3 separate regions of the Sus scrofa genome follow, and all the other regions are linked to region 1. The links are chromatin contacts, called in public HiChIP or PLAC-seq and promoter capture Hi-C maps. All regions are on one chromosome and are shown on one strand. The core of a region is the stretch at or near the end of the contact, and the rest is flanking DNA. Distances in the headings are between cores, read along the strand shown. Region 1 holds the start of SMDT1 (essential MCU regulator, mitochondrial). Region 2 holds the start of SNU13 (small nuclear ribonucleoprotein 13). Region 3 holds the start of POLDIP3 (polymerase delta-interacting protein 3).

Region 1 (4,545 bases), core at 615-3,114:
TAACCAGAGCTCGCCGCACTTTTCTTTTTCTCCTCTTTTTTCGGCTGCACCTGTGGCATGTACTTGTGCTTCAAGTGTCCAGATGGTCCACGGAGGGAAGAAGCAAGTCTCACCTGTTAGTCGTCGTCATCGTCATCCTCTGGAACGAAGATGTCATGTTCTTCAAGGAGAGCAGCAAAGTTCTTGCTGATGAGCGTCCCGACGTAGAGAAAGGGGATCACGATGGAGAACACGCGGAGGAGGCCGAAGGACATCTGCAGAGGGTCAGAGGGGTGGCTGTGAGCGGCAGAGCCCACTCTGGGAGGGCCACAGAAGGCCTGGCCCTCTCGGGGGCATTCCCTCCCGGGGACCTCAGACCCACTGTAAGCAACTTGATTTTAAAGTCCTTGGAAAAATTGAAAGGAAAATAATTAGGAGCGATAAAGTGACTTTATGGCCATCAAACTAACACTGGAAAGAAAAGTGCAAGGTGCTCTACAGACAACTAAAAATCAGGGCACAACCTATTAATTGCCTGCAGATACCTATAAACCGACGAGAAGGTAATAAGCACTGGAGGAGGGAAACAGTTCAGCTCTACCTGAAGACAAATACATGAAAACAGATGGCAAAAGAGAGAACACGTACAGTGAAGGGGTATTCTCTACAGTTCTGTACGAAACCAGTTCTCTGGTGCAAGGGTTTTTTTGCTCCCCACCCCCACCCCAGGTTGTGCTTCGGTGAAACAACCTCGAACTCACTTGTCTACCTGAGCTTGTGTCAGCCAAACTAGCTTCAAAAGAATGAGTTTTGTAACTCCCACACAGCCCCGAAGTCAAAAAGCAAACTTGTCTGGTATAAGGGACTGTTCCTCTTTTACTAGGAAAACTTCCAAGGGTGCCGAGGGCGTGTGATGACACTCGCGGTGGGGAAAAGATGGGACACGGTTGTGGATTGTAGCAGCCTGAATCTGAACTCAGCTGCTAGCCTCGGGCACTGGCTTCACTACTTGGATCCCTGATCCCTCCTTTGTAAAAACACTAATTGTAACGATTCCCTGCACACCTAATCACATGAATTAAATTACTAGGTCACAAAAAGATAGAGTCTCTCCCACGTACCCTTTATTTACAAAGTCCTTCCACAATTCGTTATTTCATGCCATCCATTCTCTGAAATAGAGGTTACACGACCTGTGTCTATTGGATACACAAAGCCGAGTCTTGTGGCTCCCGAGAGCCTGGGCACCGCGCTCCTCACGACGCAAAGTGCCGTCCTTCGCAGCTCTTACCCCCTATCTTCGGTCCCCCCGCACCCAGCTCAACGCCAGGATCTAACCCGACCCATCTCCTATTTGTCAAAGAAATTAGCAGCGCATTAGCGCAAAACTTTGTCCTTGATCCTCCTTCGGATCTAAGGCGGTCGTGCGACTGGCCTTTGCGCCTATCAATCAGCGTCGACCCGCGCACACTCCCACATGATTGGCCTCGGCCCCTTCGCCCCGCCTCCAGCCCGACACTCACTTTCACCGGTTTAGGCAAAATGGCGCCGCTGCGAGTAACGATGACTGACCTCGACGGTACCAGATTCCGACCTGGGTGGCCCTGTCCGGCAGCGACATCACCCCCTTTCCTCAGGCTCAGCCCGCTCCGGAAAGCCCCAAACCGGACAGGTGCCAACGCCAGCCAGCGAGCCGCTCGGGACGCCATCGCCCAGCTCCGCCCCTAGCCTGGGCCCGGACCCACCGCCCCGCCCCCGTGACACCCTCGGGGAAGACGCCGCCGCGAGCCTCGCGAGGCCTTAGGTATCAGACGCGAGGTCCCGCTCTCAGACTTGCGCAGTGCGCCCAGTTCCTGTGGCGCTGCCGAAAGAGGCGTTCGTCCCCGGCCCGACACGGTGACGTCACGAGGATGACGCGGAAGACCCGGTAAGCCCTCGTTGCGGGCCTGGTGGGCAGGGCCGCCGCACGGGATTCGTCGGTGGGAGGCCTTAAGAGTTCCGTCGTTGTTCTTGCACCCAGGACAGCCAGGGCTTGGCAGGGCAGGTGATTGTTGAAATGAGAAATCACTTATTTGAACTTCAAACTATTGTATTTTTGAACACTTTAAAAATACAATTCAAATGTATTACTCGTGCTACATGAATGGTTTTGGAATTTTATTGCATGTTATAGGTTTAAGTAATATATAGCCAAGTAGAAAAATATATCTGAAAAAAGGGGGAAATGGGAGCTTTCAGGCAAACTGGCTGTGCAGGCGACTGCTAAAATCAACTTGAGCCAAAATGGGTAATAAAAAAACATGGTGTTTTAATTATATAAAAAGCACTGTAACAGTAAGAAAGATAACAAAAGCTTGTAGATTCTGTGTATAAACAAGGTGCAGTGGGCTGTGGTGCTCCCATACAGGACTGGGAAGACAGCTTCCTGGGAACCAGCCCTGGACCCTGGGCAGCATCTGATCCTCCTGGACCTAAAAGGCTCTGAGCCAAAGCCTCTAGGCCTAGTTAGGCCCCCACCTAGGGGGACCCCAAAGGGAGAGAGGCTAAGAAGGTGGAGATTGTGTATACTGGGGGAGGGGATGACGAGACCAGGTTCTGCATCTTCCATCCAGCCATTGCCACTGTACCCTCAGGGTGTCAGGCTGGTCTAGCCTCTGGCTCTGTCTGCCCAGCCACCGGGCATCTCAGAACAATGGATGATAAAGGAAACGCTTGGCTCCATGCTGGTGAGAGTAGGTGGTCTTGGCAGATACACACTGGGTGACAAGCAAGGTGGTGAATGAGTTCCTAGGGGGTTTCAGGAACAGGAACACCTCTTTGGGAGCCCAGCCAGGAGAGAAGAGTTTACCACAGGGTGCCAGGAATCCCATGCCTGAGTGCCTAGTATGCCCAGAACAGAAAACCAAAGTAACAAACTGGCTTCCCCAGGGAGCCTCACTGCCTCTCCACTTCTTTAGCTTCCAACTTGGCAGCCGAGGAAAGAGTACAAGCAGGATTTCTGCTGACATGTAAAAGGTACTGGCCCCTCCTGAGACAATGACAAAGCACCATCTGTACACAAGGCAGCCAGGGAAAGATGGGAGTCCTAGTACTTTCCGAGTAGAATAAATCCCTCTTTACTGGCTAAAGGCCCTCTCCCTCCAAAGAGCCCTGTCCCAGTTGCAGAGGGGGAGTCCCCTGCACAGTCTCCCACCACTCAGGATGAGCCAGGCCCCAGAGGCCGTTGTGACACGGTCAGTCCACTTTCTCAACAGTGTCAGTCCCTCAAGCCAACACTGCAGCCAATTTCTGGTGTTTAAATGTACAGGAGTCTCCTCATATTGGAAACTGTCTGTAGTATCATGTGTAGGTGAGAGGCAGAGCAGCCTGGGGCCATGTAATATTCCCCACTTCCTCCATTCTATTAGTATCCCCTGAGCCAGGGGCAGTCCAGCGGAGTCAGGAGACCTGGATCTCGCTCTGGCTGCTGAGCAAGCCACCTCCCCTCGCTGGGCCTCAAGAATAAAACGGATTGAAAATAATGATTCCTTAGTCCCCTGCAGGCATAGGGGTGGATTGGGAACCTGGAGAAAACCTACAGAGCAGGAAGGAGCGAGCTCTCCTCAAAAAGGAACTTTAGGAGTTCCCTGATGGCTCAGCGGGTTAAGGATCCAGCATTGTCACTGCTGTGTAAGTTGGATCCCTGGCCCCGGAATTTACACATGCCACAGGCGAGGCCCCCCCCCCAAAAAAAACCTTCAGAAACCAGTAAACATTAAACTCTTGAACAAGGACTGGCCTTGGTGTCCTGACCAGCAAGACAAGGGCTGAACCTGAAGGGCCAAGGCTCAGGGCCTGTCCTGTTGCTCATGTTCTGGCTGGCTCCCCTGGGCTCTCTGCAGCCACACCCGCCTCAGCTCCATAATCTCCTGGCCATACCAATCATGCAGGGTGGAGAAGCAGGAGGTCTCAGGGGACACAGGGCTCTGCCCCCTGCCTAGGAGGAAGTTGGCAGGGCCCTGCAACTCCCACTCCGCCATGCCCCGCCCTGTGGGCCTGCTGCCCCCTTCTTCCACCAAGCCCAAAGGGCTGCAGTCTCTGGAGAGGGAGTGGCCATTCTCTAGGCCGGGAGACCAGTGGGCAGGAGCCTGAGGCTCGAAGCGCCTGGGAACAGCCTTCCAGGATGAGCGGCGATGCAGGTCCAGTCTGTGGCGGGCATCACGCAGTTGGCTCTCCAGCTCGCGCACCACCAGACGCATGTAGCCAAAACTTGCCCTGGACAAGGCCTTTACCCAGGCCTCTTGGGCCGCGGGCCCATCCGCTGCGAGCAAGTGTGGGCGCACGCCAGGGGCGTTGAAGCGGATGGCAAAGGCGAACTCCTCAGGCACGGGCGCCTCGGCCAGCTCCACGGTGCAGCCCTCCAGCACCACTAGGCTCAGCGGGGCTCGGCCCTCCCGACTCTCGAAGGAGAACAGCAGGTTGCCCTTGAGGACAAACCAGCACCTTCGGCCAGTACCACTGGGGGTGGGTGGAGTCCCCGTGCCCCCCCAAGTGCGCAGGAAGCCCGTGTGGTCTGCTGGGGAGTCG
Region 2 (4,788 bases), core at 323-2,822, 320 kb after region 1:
TTCATCCTGTGACTGTGGACAAGCAGTTTCCCCTCTCTGAGCCTTAGTATCTGTAAAATGAAGGGGTTGATCTGCAAGATTCCTAAGGGTCCTGACAGGTCCCTACCTCTAGGTTTCCAAAGGAATAAGCTGGAACTGGTCCATTATAATGCTCTAGTTTTGGCTGGATCCAAATGGTCCCAAGATATGCCTGGCATCAGGTGAAGAGAGAGGAGTAAGGGCCATAAGTATGGGGAAGGACCTCTTGGAGGTGGTGAGGCATGAGCCTAGCCTTTAAAACATGGAGATCTGGAGCAGCATAACGAAAAGAGCAGCGTGCTAGGCCAGAAGAAAATGGGCGTCCGAGACATTATCAAATTCAACCCGACAGAAATGCAAGCCCATCCTCAAATCTGCTTTTCTTCCTGAATTCCCTACTCAATAGACTCCATTTCTGATGGACTCCACTCTTCATCTGCGGCATGTGGAAGTTTCCAGGCTAGGGGTTGAATCAGAGTTGGAGCTGTGGGCCTTGGCCACAGCCATGCCAGATCCAAGATGCTTATGCGACCTGCACCACAGCTCACCACACTGCCAGATCCTTAATCCACTGAGCAAGGCCAGGGATCAAACCCGAGTCCTCATGGATATTATTCGGGTTCATTACCACTGACCCACAAGGGGAACTCTTTTTTTTTTTTTGGCTGCACCCAGGGCATGTGGGAATTCCTGGGCCAGAGATGGAACCTGTGCCACAGCATTGAACCAAGCCGCAGCAGGGACAATGCCAGATCCTAATTAACTCGCTGAGCCATCAAGGAAGTCCCCAACCAGAAATTTCAACAAGGACATCTGAATATGAAGAAAAACATTTAGGGGAGTTCCCTTGTGGCTCAGCAGGCTAAGAGGCAGCATTAACACTGCAAAGGCTCAGGCCACTGCTGTGGTACATGTTCCATCCCCGGCCCAGGAACTTGTACGTGCTGCAGTGCGGCCAAAAAGAAAGAAAGATAAAAAGAAAAACATTTAGGATTATCCATCATTATCTCCATAAATTTCCTTTACCGGTATAGGGTCAAAAATATGATTTTAAAAGCACAAGAGGAATTCCCGTAGTGGCACAGTGGAAAGGAATCCGAGGTTGCCAGTTCAGTCCCTGGCCTCGCTCAGTTGGTTAAGGATCCCCACGTTGCCTTGAGCTGTGGTGTAGGTCACAGACGCGGCTCGGGTCTGATGTGGCTATGACTGTGGCGTAGTCCAGCAGCTATAGCTCCCATTGGACCCCTAGCCCCGGAACCTCCATATGCCGCGGGTGCGGCCCTAAAAAGCAAAAAAAAACAAAAAACAAAAAACAAAAGAATGTGCTCAAAAATAAACTAGCAATGGAACGACGACTCCATTGAAACTCTTTGATTTTTTTTAGAAATGTTCAATTCACTGTTTCTGCCAAGTATGTATAGTAGAATGACAACTTTTTCTTTTTTAGAACATGATTTTTTAAAAGCAAAATGTGATCCCTCGGCCAGAACTCAACTCTTTCCCCGCCGGGGCCCCTTAAGGAGCGTGACCCCGCCTCTTGGTGACGTCACTTCCGCTTCCTGCCGCGCGCGAGGCCATTTCCACTCCTCTACAATTTTCCGCGGTGGTGAACGTTCGCGCTCTGACGTCTCCTGTGCTCCTAGAGGAGTGACGGACACATCGGCACCGCAGCCATGGTAAGAGCGTGCGCTTGGCCTAAGGGCCGGGAAGTGGGAGACTCGGGTTCGGTTCTTTCACTAGTTGTCCGGGGCTGAGAACGTGCGCGGTCTCGCCCAACCCGCCCCGGCTTAGAGCTCCGGCGGCCGCGCAGTCCCAAGCTCTGCCTTTTCTTCTGGTCCGAGGTTAGAACTCTGGAAGCCTCAGGTTCCCAACTGCTGTGAAAGGGGTGCTTTGTAGCAGTCTGTGCTCCCGGCCAGAGGCGTGCGGTGAGCTCAGGGGCAGAACCCGACCTGGGAGAAAGACCAAGAGCAACCCACGTGGGAAAGAGTAGAAAGTTAGGTGAGAAAACTTGGCTCCATGTGCTTTATTTTCCTTTTGTGGGGGTCGCTAGTGGAACGCTGGATTTGGATCATCCTCCCCTACCCCACTTCCCTACTGATGATGTTCAGGAGAAGGAGGTCTCCAGGCGTCCATGCCTGGTACCCGCCGCGAGTTACATGTGCCACAGATTAAAGGACCTTTTGGTGTTTGGAGGCTGTGGGAAATGCGGAATGACCCTGAACCCAGACTGGAATGCAGGAAAGACTCCTGCGAGGCGCTAGCCTCAGAATCAGAAGTCCTAGTAGCACCACGTGCGGTTTCCCCAGAACTCTCGTTGTTCAACTTTTTAATCGGATTGTGTGGCCTGGTAGCTAGTTTGGGTTGGCACTTAGTAAGGAGAGAAGAGTTGGTAAAGCACTTTCACTTCTATAATGAGGTTTAATCCTTTCAACGGATCTTGGATCCCAGCAGGTATCTTCCCAAAAGGCTTCCCCCCACCCACCTCATCCCCATTTTGAAGCTAAGTGTCTGAGCCTAGAACTTGAAGCTTCTGAACCACTACTCATCTTCCGCCGTTCCGTGGACAGTTTTGTAAAGTTTTGGAATTGAGTGACCTCGGGTCGAAGTTAAGAATAATTTACTTCAACTGTAAAATGGGATAACAATGTAAGGGGATTAAATTATGTGATGTAATGCATGTTACACACCTAGTCCTAATGCTTGGTATGGAGAGAATGAGCACTTGCTATTTGTTGCTAAATCAAAACCTTTCAGATTTCATATTTTTTTATTTTTTGGCTGCACTATTTTTTGGCATGCAGAAGTTCCTGGGCTAGGAATTGAACCTGCACTACAGCCCAAGCCAGATCCTTAACCCACTGTGCCCCAAGCAGACTCCAAAACCTTGCAAATTTTGGCTGTCTGGTGTACAGGAAGATAAAAGCTATCAAGTTAGGGATTAAAGCTGCAGTAGGATTTTATTCATTCACTCATTTAATTAAAATTTGAGAAAGTTAAAAGGTGAGGGAGTTCCCATTGTGGCACAGCAGAAGCGAATCTGACTAGTATCCATGAGGATGCGGTTTCATCCCTGGCCTTGCTCAGTGGGTTAAGGATCTGGTGTTGCCATGAATTGTGGTGTAGGTTGCAGACCTGGCTCAGAGCTGGCGTTGCTGTGGCTATGGTGTATGCCAGCAGCTGTAGCTCCGACTGGAACCCTAGCCTGGGAACTTCCATATGCCATGGTGTTTGGCCCTAAAAAGCAAAAAAAAAAAAAAAAAAAGGTTGAAAGGTGAATGAATACACAGTAAGCAAATTTCAGTTGCTATTTATAAGCTGGATAGTTTGGCTTTATAGTTGAGCAAACTTTTTATTGTTGTTGACTGGCTTCTCTTTGATCATTGTTGGGGGTCCAGAAGCCTCTCTCCCTTTCTTGTGTGTTTGATGTTTATAGAGAGTTGAGAATGCTAATTTCCAGATATGGGGTATTAGAAAACAGCAGTAAACATACCCGACATTTATAAAAGTACATTTATGAGGAGTGGCTGGAGTTAAAGTTTTGCTGGATTTCCCTTGTGGCACAGCTGGGTGAGGATTGGTGTTGTCACTGCAGCAGCTCAGGTCCCTGCTGTGGCTCGGGTTTGATCCCTAGCCAGAGAACTTTCACATGCCACAGGTACAGCCTGTGTTTAAGAAGGTGGCAGGGAGTTCCCGTCGTGGCACAGTGGTTAACGAATCCGACTAGGAACTATGAGGTTGCCGGTTCGGTCTCTGCCCTTGCTCAGTGGGTTAAAGATCCAGCGTTGCCGTGAGCTGTGGTGTAGGTCGCAGACGAGGCTCGGATCCCGCGTTGCTGTGGCTCTGGCGTAGGCTGGTGGCTACAGCTCCAATTAGACCCCTAGCCTGGGAACCTCCATATGCCGCAGCAGTGGCCCAAGAAATAGCAAAAAGACAAAAAAAGAAGAAGAAGGTGGCAGTATTGACAAGCATTAAATTTTGAAAAGTTAGGTATACAAGTTGTCTCATAGGTAGCCACCAAAAGAATAAAGATGATTAACTCCAAACTATTAGAGGGGAAAATGGGAGGAAAAAAACTTAAAGGGAGGAAAGAGAAAAAAAGAAACAGGTAGGACAAATAGAAGGCACAAAAAAGGGGAGATCTGGACAATGCTGCAGTTAAGAGACAGGTTAGGGTTCTCTTGTGGTGCAATGGGTTAAGGAGCCGATGTTGTCTCTGCGGCAGCTCGGGTTGATGCTGAGGCAGGGGTTTGATCCCCAGCCCAGAGCAGTGGGTTAAGGATCTGATGTTGTTGCAGCTGTTGCTCATACTCATTCCTGGCCAACGAGCTTCCATATGCCAAGGGTGTGGCCCCAAAAGCGTGGGGGTGGGGGTGGGGGGGGTTGCAGGTTAAGGTGAAAAAAAATAAAGACATGAGTAAAGATAGTAGCTAAAAAATAAGGCACAAGTAAAATGAAAATGATGCAATTACAAGAAGAAATAGATATATATGCAGTTCCGTAGCATTTGATTGATAGATTGTGAAGCTGAAACATCAGCGTGGAAATAGAAGGTTTGAACACTATGAATAAACTTGACCTAGTGGTAATAGTGAAACCAATAAATACTGCACCCATCAATTATATAGAATACACTTAAAGCAAGAAAACATTTGTGAAATTGGCCACCTACTGTGTCATAAAGCAAGTTAAACAAATTTTAAAAGACTGATAAAAATATGGACCATGTTCTCCCAACCAAAATGCAGGTGACTTAGTAATCAGAAACAAAGT
Region 3 (4,440 bases), core at 1,285-3,784, 400 kb before region 1:
GGTGGCTGACAGGACAGAGGGGATGAGGCTGGGGAGGGAGGCAGGATGAGAGGGGTGTTCCAGAGGGAATGACCAGCAGCAAGTGCAAGGGCCCTGGGGCAGGGGCCTGCTGGCTGGAACACCGAAGGCCAGTGTGGCTGGAGTGGAGTGAGGGGGAGGGGACGGTTCACAGAGGAAGCCTGGGGGCCACTTTCTCCTTTCATCTCTCATCTTCCATTCTGTCCCTGGGCCTCACACATCCTGGGACAGGCTTGAGTTCTGGTGGGCAGGGAAAGGACTCAACCTGGGACAACTAGGCCCTGATGGCCCTTCTCCACACCAGGGACTCTGCCGAGCACTTGGCACACATTAGGTCTCCTCCTTCCTGTCCTCGTCGGGAGGATAAGATTGCTGTACACCTGCCTGAGCCCACAAGAGGCTGTGTTCTGGAGCTGGGAAGAAAGGCCTGATAGGACCTGGTCCGTGGTCTGCCTCCTCATCTGTAAAATGGGTAAGCTACAGTGATTCTCCACCCTCTCGGTCCCAAGGCCATTTTAAAATAACATTTATAAGAGCGCTTTACTCTTCTGAAGTGAATTCGGCGCTATCACCTATCCACACAGAATTTTAAAAAAAATCAACACAAAGCTTCTACATTATAAAAGGGGGAAAAAAAAAAGGAAAGGAAAGGAATTTCTAAAATGCTGCACATTTCAGCATGTAAAGGCCCCCGGAAGCCGGATGGGGAGTGGACATGGGTCCCTGGGCTTGCGGCTCCCAAAGCAGCGGCGCCTCCCAGCTCCAGCCACAGGGGTGCGGTTCTCCCTGGCGGGGCACAATTCTTGGTTAGTTTCCAAACAAGGCAGGACCCAAAATTCCTTCAGCTACAGCGCAGCTGCATCGCTGGCAATTCCATGTTTGCTCACATCGGGCAGGAAGTCCTGCACGTTCACACAAGAAATGGAACAGGGAATTCCCTTGTGGCGCAGCAGGTTAAGGATTCCTCGGCTTGGATCATTGTTGTGGCGTGTGTTCGATCCTTGGCCTGGGAACTTAGACGCCAAAAAACAAGAAAGAAAGAGGGAGGAAGGAAGGGAGAAAGAAAGAAATGGAGTGAAGCCCTGGCTCAGAGGACTGTGAGGGGCCCTGCCTTCCTGGCGTATTGGCAGCGTTGGGAGGACCAGAGGGCTGTCCCGCCCCAGTCCCCGCCTTCACGTGGCTGGATATGTTGTCCAGACAACCAAACACACCCCACAAAGCTCCGAAATGCCCCTGGCAAAGGGCCGCCCCACTGACAATCAGAGAATTAAATGATAGCAGCTAACCACCCTACGATTGCAGTAGTTTAAGAAAAAATTTTAACTGACTTCTCTATACTTCATTTATTTCGTGTGAAGGCGTGATAGGCCTTAACTTCTGCAGCGCCCTGGTCCCTCCTGGTTCCTCCCGCCAGGCACTGGGTCTTGGCCTCTGCACCTCTAGGAGGGAGCACTCAAGGGTCCTACTTTACTGCTGAGACAAGGAGGACCAGCCCGCGCCCGGTCACGGCTGCGCAGGGGGACCTGGATTCCCCTCCTCAGGCGGGGGCCCAATCCCAGACCCTCCGCCCTTACCAGCTCATTTCTCCACGGCCTTTCTGATGCCAGATTTTTCATCATGGTGGGATAGTCTGTCAAGAGCACGTTGGACTTAGTAAATAACAGCAGTAGTAACTCACTGGGCACGAAGTCCATGCTTGGCACCGTTCTAAAGGGGTTGCACGTATTTTTTTATTGACTCCACAAAGACATACTGAACACCTACCTCATGCCGGGGTCAGAAGTGGAGGCTGCGATTGCATCAAGGAAAAGGCAATTCCACGTGGCGAGCACCTCATTTAATCCTCGCAACCGCCTGTTACTTGCCCGACTTTCCAGATCAGGAAAAACGAGGCACAGAAAGGTGACGCGATTTGCTTCTGAAGACCGCAGAGCCTAAAAGTGTCTACAGTTTCCGCCCTACTTGCCATTTTTTTTTTTCAACCCCAACAAAGCAAAAAACGAATCAGTTCCGAGTTCAGGAAATCTAATAACACACAACTACTTAATCCTCCATGTTCGTCAAAGTTGGTCTGCTTTTCAAGTGTAAAGGGGGACGGGCAGATCGCAACTCCCAGGCATCCCGCAAAGTAGGCGGGTCACCTTAGGGGCGACCTTTACCCGCTCAAAAATTCGTCTCACATTAGCAGTGAGGACTCGGGCGTCACCCCGAATCGTTATTTTCCTTACTCATAAGTTTAAGGCATAAAAATGTAAACGTCCATACTTCCTAGGTAAGGAATCCCATTCTCATTAGCCATACGGTGAATATAAAAGTTGACCGTTAAACCGAGAACTTCATCCCGCTGACGTTTGTCTTACTCATTTAGTTTTTCATATCTCCTTGTATTTTATTTGGTCCTCGGAGAGGGTAGGAAACGACAGGGATACGACCCCCCGTATGCAAATCAGAAGCTGGCCTCGCAAAGGCTCACGGGGAGAGGCCCGCCTCTTCCGGCCCCTGCTCGGCCTAATCTGTCGCGAGAGTTCGTCAGCCGAACGCCGGAAGCCGCTAGTTGCTCCACAGCGGCCGAAGGGGCGGGCTCGGGGGCCGAGGGACCCTGAGGTGCTCGCGGCCTGCTCGGCGGTGCAAGATGGCGGACATCTCCCTGGACGAGCTCATCCGGAAGCGCGGGGCTGCTGCGAAGGGGCGGTGAGTAGCCTTTTCTCCTTTCGGGTTTCAGGGCCTGAGTCCTCGCGGGGTTCGCGCTGAAGAGGGAGCGGCCCGGGCGCGACGCGGAGGGCCGTCTGCGCCCGCCCCCTGCCGCAGCCCCGCTCCTCATTGGCCGCGCCGCCGCCGCCGCCGCCGCGGGCCCGGCCGCCAGGCCGCCCACTGGCTGGAGGTGCCGTCGCTCCCGCGGGCCAAGGGAGGCCGGAGGGGCCGCAGCCGCCGAGGGGCCGCGCTGCGGGGCTGGTGGGAGCGGCGCGGGGGGCGGAGGGACGGGCCGTCCCCCGCGGCCCGGGATTCCCGGGGTCGCCCCGGCGCAGCCCCTCCTCTGAGGAGACCGGCGCTGCTCCGCGATCCCAGCGCGGCCTTGAAGTTAGGACGACCGAAGTTTGGCGGGGCAGTGGCTTGCTCGGGCTCTGCCGGTCTCTACTGCCGAAGCCGAGCCCCAGCCCCAGAGCTGGTCCAGGTTTCCAAGTCCTGCGCCGGCTTCGCGTCTGTTTACACCGCCCCCCCCCTCCCGGGAGCGGTATTTCCGAGTCTGAGCGCTCTCGGGCCCACACGGTCTCATTAGCTCCTCTGGCCGTCCTGTCGGCCAGCCTTTCGTGCTTTCCCCGTTCTGCAGACAGGGCGCTGGAGGCTGGGAGAGGTGGAGTGACTGCCCCGAAGTCCCGGAGGGCTGAGACCGGGACTGAAGGCGCGTTCTGAGCTGGCCGAGGTGGCCTCAGGCTTGGGCAGAAAATCAAGGGAGATGGGGCTGGAGGGTAGCTGTTTGCTGATGGTGCTCAGAAAAGGCGGTTCTGTATCTGGGTGGCGAGCCCCGGAGACGACGTGCAGCTCTGAGACCGCCCTCCTCTAGACCCTCGAGTACGGTTCGTCGTTTCCAGCCTGTAAGAACTCCAGTTCACCCGTATGGAAAAGTGGGAGCTTTGGCCCAGAGTTTTCCAGCACACGGAAAATTAGCTCGGATGTCCTTGTAAACGGCCAGGCTGTTCCATACTGTTTTCTCAGACAGTCATTCACTCAGTAGATGTTTATGAAAAGTGCCTGTGACCAGAAAATAGAGTCTCTGCCTTACTATCCCCCGACCCTCAACACATACATCCATCCACTACGTTTGCCCCCCAGCCCCACACAGTTCACCAGCCAGCATTTCATCTGGCTTCTGGTTCATAATAGGCACACAGCATTAATTTCCTCTCCCATTATCGGTGAGTAGTTCTTCCCTAGGTCTGCCAAGAACTGGTGTGGACTTGGGGCTGGTCCTCTGGCCATTTCCAGACCCATCCAGGTTTCACAGGTTTGCTGGACAGATGCTGAAGGAGCCAGCTTCAGGACAGGTGCTTCCTGCAGTCACTGCAGGCGGTCTGTACTTTGGTGTCGATGCGTGCAGAGTCTGTGTTGGCCGTAGGGTAGGAATGCAGGAAAGGGAAGACAAATGGATGCATGGGAAGAGCGAAGAGCGGGGAGTGTGCAGCCAGACAGACCTGGTCTCATGGTAGGCCCTGCTGTTGGGTTCCATGCTTCCCCGGTCAGATGACTTCTGAGCTGGTCGATCTCCTCATTTGCAATAATGGTTGCTGGTAGGTGCTTGAGAAGATTGCATATGAGAATGTAGGAATGTATATTTAAAAGTTTGTACCAGGTTGTAAGTGTTCAGCAGATGACCTTTCTTTAAAGAAGCCCAAATCCCTCCTCCCAGGGGACATAACAGGTAAG

Evidence for each region. Promoter capture Hi-C pulls out the DNA fragments that hold promoters and counts their contacts. HiChIP or PLAC-seq counts read pairs in DNA pulled down with a chosen protein or histone mark.
Region 2: a contact with region 1 is called in an H3K27ac HiChIP or PLAC-seq map of alveolar macrophages. The contact joins the promoter of SNU13 here to the promoter of SMDT1 in region 1. A contact is called at or near these places in 2 of 5 promoter capture datasets (fetal liver and liver), 1 of 47 Hi-C or Micro-C datasets (heart right ventricle) and 1 of 2 datasets of contacts at active chromatin or transcription factors (alveolar macrophages).
Region 3: a promoter capture Hi-C map of liver shows a contact between it and region 1, with 2.6 times the contacts expected there. The contact joins the promoter of POLDIP3 here to the promoter of SMDT1 in region 1. A contact is called at or near these places in 2 of 5 promoter capture datasets (fetal skeletal muscle and liver) and 1 of 2 datasets of contacts at active chromatin or transcription factors (alveolar macrophages).

Annotation. Positions count from the first base shown.
Region 1 is chr5:6,569,506-6,574,050 of Sscrofa11.1, forward strand. It overlaps SMDT1 (essential MCU regulator, mitochondrial), which reads right to left and starts at 1,865. Exons shown (of 3, transcript XM_003481528.3): 1 at 1,503-1,865; 2 at 114-254. The coding sequence starts at 1,688. The coding sequence ends at 117. It overlaps FAM109B (sesquipedalian-2), which reads right to left. Exons shown (of 3, transcript XM_005663774.3): 3 at 2,123-4,545. The coding sequence ends at 3,807.
Region 2 is chr5:6,889,442-6,894,229 of Sscrofa11.1, forward strand. It overlaps SNU13 (small nuclear ribonucleoprotein 13), which reads left to right and starts at 1,573. Exons shown (of 3, transcript NM_001190226.1): 1 at 1,573-1,694. The coding sequence starts at 1,692.
Region 3 is chr5:6,171,909-6,176,348 of Sscrofa11.1, forward strand. It overlaps POLDIP3 (polymerase delta-interacting protein 3), which reads left to right and starts at 2,535. Exons shown (of 9, transcript XM_021091426.1): 1 at 2,535-2,709. The coding sequence starts at 2,651.